2 separate regions of the Sus scrofa genome follow, and region 2 is linked to region 1. A link is a contact called in public Hi-C data. All regions are on one chromosome and are shown on one strand. Each heading gives the region's core, a stretch centred on a gene start, on an enhancer-like site or on the middle of the called end of the contact. The rest is flanking DNA. Distances are from core to core; before and after follow the strand shown.

Region 1 (3,316 bases), core at 41-2,540:
CTGGGAACCTCCACATGACGTGGGAGCGGCCCAAGAAATAGCAACAACAACAACAACAACAACAACAACAAAAGACAAAAAAAAAAAAAGTGTGATAAGTCTTCTGCATAAAAATGCCCAACACCTCAGGATTTCAAAGCCTACATATTGTTCTACTAAACTGCAGTCATCTCTTTTTAGGTTGAGAATTGTATACACTGATTGTAAATGTGTTTAATTATAAAAACTGGAGTTCCTGTTCTGGCTCACTGGTTAGCGCACCCAACTAGCAACCATGAGGATTCAGGTTCGATCCCTGGCCTTGCTCAATGGGTTAAGGATCTGGCGTTGCCGTGAGCTGTGGTGTAGGCTTGGATCCTGCATTGCTGTGGCTGTGGCATAGGCTGGTGGCTGCAGTTCCGATTGGACTCCTAGACTGGGAACCTCCATATGCCGCAAGAGTGGCCCTAAAAGAGCAAAAAAAAAAAAAATTGTTTTAAATTATAAAAACTGCAAGTCACACAAACCCATCAAATCTTTTGCTCTTCTTATACCAAGATTTTCAAGCCTTCGACAGTGGCTCTGAATTCTAAGTAAAATTGCCCCAGTAAGAATCAGAGATCAGGAGTTCCTCTTGTGGCACAGTGGGTTAAGAATCCCACTGCAATGGCTCAGGTCACTGCAGAGATGCAGGTTCGATCCCTGGCCAGGCCTGGCATAGGTCACAGCTGTGACTCAGATGTAGTTCCTGGCCTGGGAACTTTCATATGCCATGGGTGTAGCCAGGAAAAAAAAAAAAGAATCAGGGGTAGAACAATTTTAGAAGAAATATAGTGTAATGTAAGAGACACTTTCTGTGTTTCTGAAGGCTTTGCTATTGGGTTGTGTAGTTTGAATTTTGACTCCTGTTCTGCCCTTTATTAGTTATATGGCCTTGAGTGAGTTACTTAATCAGAGATCACCTTGAGCCTCAGTTTTCACATCTGTAAAATGGGTTATGCCAGAGTCACAGGTTTATGAGAGGGTAAATACGCAGCACCCAGGTGCCTAGCACAGAGTGAGTGGTCAGCAGATGCTAGTGTTAAAAAGCCCATCCGCTGGCCTGAAATGCACCTACGTGGTGTGTCTGGTGTGGAAGAGCCTGGTGGCGGCCCATGGGCTTCCGCAGGTCTGCTTCATAGCTTCACAGACAGCCTCACGCAGCGGGGGATGAGCCGGGCTCTGAGCCTTCGCCGCTGGCTTTGGGCAAGTCACTGCCCCTCTGTGACCTCCGTTTCATCATCTGAAAAGTAAAGAGACAGAGTCCCCTTCCAGCTGTGAAGGTTTGGACACAAATGAATGACACGCAGCAAACTGTCTCCCAACAGACTGGGTATCCCGGAGGGCACCGCCTTTGGCCTGTCTCTCCTCCTGTGCATGGTGCCCAGCATGGAAGCGTCCCCACTGAATGTGGAAAGAATGAGTTTATGGAACAACCTAAAATTGGGCGTGTGGAGTCCTCGTTTTCGGCCTACCAGCTCTAAGTTAGACTTCCCGGCCAGCGAGAGCTGCCCTTGGTGTTTCTCAGCGTACTGTTTCTTTTCAGCGATGAGAAAGTGGCCAGTGGTTGATGTGGCTGAGACATGAAAGGAAGTTCCCAGCCCCTTAGCTTCAGGGCCTTGCCCCCCTGCCTCAAGGGGATGGACAGCTGTTGGCTTAGCTGTGTAAAGGCTTTCATATCAGCCACCTCACCTTATGAGCTGGGTACTGGATTAGGTGACTTCTTCTTTAATGGAAGAAAACCAAGGGCAGAGGGACACAGGGCTGGGCTCAAGGTCTCGGGCATAACTGGCATTAGAGCGCAAGTGTCCTCGCTCCCAGGCTGATCTGCAGACGCCATCCTTGGAGCCTTAGGGGTCCATTGTGATCTCAGGGCATCCTAGACTAAGGATGCTTCAGCCCTGAAGGCTCTTCTGATATTTGTTTATACAGGAGACCGATGGGTGAGTTGGGTTCGAACATAGGAGACCTTGGCCAAAAGGAAGGGTTTCAAATCGCTAAACCAGAACGTCTTCCTAGTTAATTTGGTAAAGTTCAAAAGTAAAGCAGTGATTTCTCTCCAGGGAGAAGCATGAGCTCATTTTTTTTTTCCCCTCCCTCTCCCCGCTTTCTCTGTGCAGGTGAACTGTAACGGCTTCACAATTGAAGACGAGGAGCTTTCTCATTTGGGATCAGCAATATTTCCTGAGTAGGCTGAGTCTGACTTCTTTTCTTTTTACTTAACACTAATTTGAATTTTTGTGTGTGTGATTTTGAAATAACCTCCCTCACTGCATGTGGCAGACATGAATCTCCAAGTGAATTAAGTCCTCTTTTATAAATTCTCCCAGATTTCAAAATATTTCCCCTGCATTTAAGGATCTGAAGGTCCTAGTTAAGAGAACAGTTGCTTAAGTCCTGCTAGGTAGGGAGCTGTTATGAAAGGGTATTTTAGAGTATGCATAGAAGGAGCAGCCCAGGCCCTGCTGAGAAATTTGCTTCTTTGCGTATCTGTGGTCCTGGAAGTCTTTGGGTTTCTTACACTCCGAGTGAAACGTTAATCGCCAACCAAGAATTGGCTGTGGACTTACACTCTATGAGCTGCTTCTCCATCTGTCCTTTTTGAAAAATACCGGTATAGAAACAACACAGTTTGGGGGGTAAAATATGCTGAAGTGGTGAACTGGGGAAGAATATCAAAGAACGGTGGGAGTTTTCTTCACTCGGGAATACACTAATTGAAGAAAGGTTAAAAAAATTTTTTTTTAAAACGGAGTCCTGTCATGGCTCAGCAGAAACGAATCCGACTGGGAACCATGAGGACTCACTCAGTGGGTTAAGTTCCGGCATTGCTGTGGCTGTGGTGTAGGCCGTGGGCTACAGCTGTGATTCGACCCCTAGCCTGGGAACCTCCGTATGCCGCAGGTGCGGCCCTAAAAAGACAAAAAAAAAAAAAAAAAAAAGTTAGCCAGTTGACAGCGGAGATGGTTATAGCTCTGACTAATGGAATGCCAGGAGCAGCTTTGCCATTGTCTCTTTGATGGAAGGGGTAGTCTCGCGACGCCTCAGTCCCCTGCCACCCAGCCCAGACTTCCCAGATGGAGCAGAGAAGCCCTTCCTGCACGCCCTGTCTGAATCTGTCCTCACTGTAGATGAGCTTCCTCTAAAGTGATGCTGCTGAGTATCCCCTCCAGGAGCCTCTGCCTCTAGGCTGAAGCAGTTGCAAACCCTTAACACCCAGGCGGTGGCCGCGGATGGCACATGAGCCCTCCATGCCTGTCTGCCGCTGCCAGCTCTGTGCATGGCACGGGCCCGAAAG
Region 2 (3,144 bases), core at 574-3,073, 97 kb before region 1:
GAGTAAAGTTCCCAAGAAAAATGTTACTCTCACTCTAGGCAAAGAGGCAGTACTCTGTCTGGATCACATACAAAAGGCTTCCAAGATCAGAAATGGGCCCAGGACGGACGGAACTGGGAGGTGCTTGGAGGCAGGAAATGTGTCATATTTTTTTTTCTTTTTTTTTAATCCCTGACGCTATACCATGGCTGCTGGTGATGGAGGTGGTGACAGCAACTGTACTTGCTTCAGCCCTTACAATGTGCCAGCGACTTGCTACCACCTTCATTCATTCCTCACAGCAACCTGTGAGGCAGGTGCTATTAACCTCATTCTATAACCGAGGACATTCAGGGACAAACTCTGAGTGTTTGTTAAGTAACTGCCCCAAGTCACACTTCAGTAAGTGGCACAGATGGGACAGAAGCCCAGATCTCTCTGACTCCAGAACCTGTGAATTGAACTACCCTGATAATGCAGCCTGGGGCACGGTAGACACTTAATAAATGTACATTGAAGAAAACTGAACAGATGTAATGGAATTTGGGTGGGATGATTCTCTCTCTACTTTACTCTCCTGTCTGACGTGCAAAGGCATTGCTTGTTCCAGAATCATTATCGTGATGACTGTTATTTTGACCTCAGAGCTCCGGACTAGACCACACTTCCCCTGAGAACAGGACAATGTATGTTTCATGATAATAACAGGTACTGTACTAAGCTCCAGGCTTTACATCCTCATAATAATTCTGAAAGGAATATATTATCATTCCCATTTTTTAGATGAGGAGACACATGCAGAGAGGTGAATGAAGGCTGCAAAGCTGGTAAGGGGAGTTTAAACAGCCTCTGCCTCCAAAGTCAGTTCCTCATCTGTAGAATGGGTGCAATTCCTATCTGCTGTTGCTGAGGGGAATCAAAGTAGATTATTCACTCATCCTCTCAACAAATAGTTATTGAGTAGTTGCTAAATTACATTGTATTGTAAGATGAATCAGACTGGCTCTTTCCCTCAGGGATACAGGCAGGTCTTTCCAAAATGAAAGCCATCAGTCCAAGAGAGATCTAGATACTGTGCTATGGGAGCTCAGAGGGAAGATGGATTATTCCAGAAGGAGGTATGAAGCTGCAGCTTTTGAGCTGAGTCTCAAGAGTTAAAATGGAAATAGTCTGGAAACACAATTCCAATACAAACATTGGGCATAGGTTAGTAATAATAACTAATTTCTATGGAGCTCCCTGCTGGTTTAGCAGGCTAAGGATCCAGCATTGTCACTGCTCTTGCTCTGATCGCTTCTGTAGCTCAGGTTCAGTCCTTGCCCTAAGGACGTCCACATGCCACCGGCGAGACAAAAATAAAAATGTTTTTTAACTTTAAAAATCCACTAATTTATGAAATTCACTGTGTTCCAATGCCTGCCTAAACCTGTGCAGATTTCAAGCAAATGACAGCCATTTATCTAGAGTTTCGGAGTCCCAGAAACTCTGTGTTTTACATTTGAGAACTCCTGTTGTCTGAGCCAAAACAGGATCTAGCAGTATGCCCACGTGACAAATGAGGAAGCTGAGGCTTCCAGAAGTTGAGTTTCTTGCCTATGGTCACATAGACAACAAATCGCTGAACTAAGATTTAAACCCAGATGGTCAGAATTCAAATATTACCTCTCAGACAAAGGGAGAAAAAAAGATTGCTCAGGTAACAGTGATTTGCGGAGAAATACATCTTGGGTCCTCGTGAATTACAGCACAACCTGTTGGGGAAACTGCATCTCAGATAAGCGAAGGTACAGGTATAGGACCTTCCTTAAGAGGCATCATCTCAAGGAACTCCGGAGTAATTTGACTTGTGGCCGGTAGATGGCAGAACGTGACCAGAAAAGGACCTGGAAACCACAGCGGGACACCCAGGTAGTTCCCAGTTTGTGCCACAAAATGAATTTTGCCTACAATATGGTTCGTTTAAAGTAACAAATTCTTCCTCGAAGCGAGCTGGCTCCCCAAGAGAAACTGTAACCAACTGAAAGTCTCCAGTCACCGAGTCCCAGTACCATGAGGAGGGACCGCCCCAACAGTTTCCTCTATAAAGCTGTCGTCCAGCTCCGGTCAGTGCTGACCAAGCCACCCCCGGCCTTGGTCTCAACCTCGTTCTACTGCAGGAAATCTTGGGACTGTGCAAGCGATAACGTCTGGAAAGTACTTGGCAGCATCTGAAGAGCTGCGCTGCTGTGGCGTTAAGACAAAAGCTCGCAGGGCGAGTCTTCAACAAGGTGTATTAAGCACCTGTGGGTGCCGGGCTCTGGGTTCCATCCAAAGCTTGCCAGCCACTATTTATTGCCTGATTCCCCAGCAGCCAGCTGTTGCAAAATGGGCTAGGAAAGCTAGTTCTGTGGATTCATTTCCTGAGCAGCTCGGCCAGCAATTAGGAGAAACCAAAGATATCCTGGAAACTTTAAAAGCATTAAAAGAAACCTGAGGGAATTCGATTGTCATCTTAGATGATAAAAGACCTCTCTAAATATTAAAAAAAAAGCAAAACTCAGAAACTCTAAAGTATATTATTAAACTTGATTATGTAAAAATTTTACGCTACTGAAATGCAAAGAGTTTTTTTGTTTTTTTGTTGTTGTTGTTGTTATTTCTTGGGCCGCTCCTGCAGCATATGGATGTTCCAAGGCTAGGGGTTGAATCGGAGCTGTAGCCACCGGCCTACGCCAGAGCCACACAACGCGGGATCCGAGCCGCGTCTGCAACCTACACCACAGGTCACGGCGACGCCGATCGTTAACCCACTGAGCAAGGGCAGGGACCGAACCCGCAACCTCATGGTTCCTAGTCGGATTCGTTAACCACTGCGCCACGACAGGAACTCCCAAAGAGTGTTTTAAACATCAAAAGAAAAAGTAAAAAGCTGCAAAACATATGACAAAGGATGAATATTCTTAAATACAGATATGCTATAACTTCATAAATTAATAAAATGTATATTTCAGTAACACGTCTCAAGTCAGTAATATGGCCAAAGGCATGCAGTTCACAGGATCTTTTTAAAAAAGAGAAAACAGCCAATAAAACATTGGAAATTGGCTCCGTTTCATTTACAGTTAAATAAAGGTCACACTTAAATAGCTTGCTTTTGAGAGCAGCCGTCTCCCGAGGTATTGATAA

What was found. A called contact is a pair of places that touch in the nucleus more often than the background predicts.
Region 2: a Hi-C map of liver shows a contact between it and region 1, with 5 times the contacts expected there. The contact joins two enhancer-like sites. A contact is called at or near these places in 1 of 5 promoter capture datasets (liver), 24 of 47 Hi-C or Micro-C datasets (embryonic fibroblasts, epiblast stem cells, fetal heart ventricle and 13 more) and 1 of 2 datasets of contacts at active chromatin or transcription factors (skeletal muscle).

What each region holds. Positions count from the first base shown.
Region 1 is chr9:129,275,060-129,278,375 of Sscrofa11.1, reverse strand. SMYD2 (SET and MYND domain containing 2) reads left to right here. Exons shown (of 12, transcript NM_001160091.1): 6 at 2,139-2,206. Among named protein-coding and RNA genes, the nearest start is that of SMYD2, 40 kb to the left of the region's middle. Within about 2 kb of position 1,290, at least 1 of the 83 cell types and tissues checked has an H3K27ac peak or open chromatin away from gene starts, as enhancers often do. A contact at or near this core is called in liver, where this site is marked.
Region 2 is chr9:129,373,085-129,376,228 of Sscrofa11.1, reverse strand. No RefSeq gene overlaps it. Among named protein-coding and RNA genes, the nearest start is that of SMYD2, 58 kb to the right of the region's middle. Within about 2 kb of position 1,823, at least 7 of the 83 cell types and tissues checked have an H3K27ac peak or open chromatin away from gene starts, as enhancers often do. A contact at or near this core is called in liver, where this site is marked.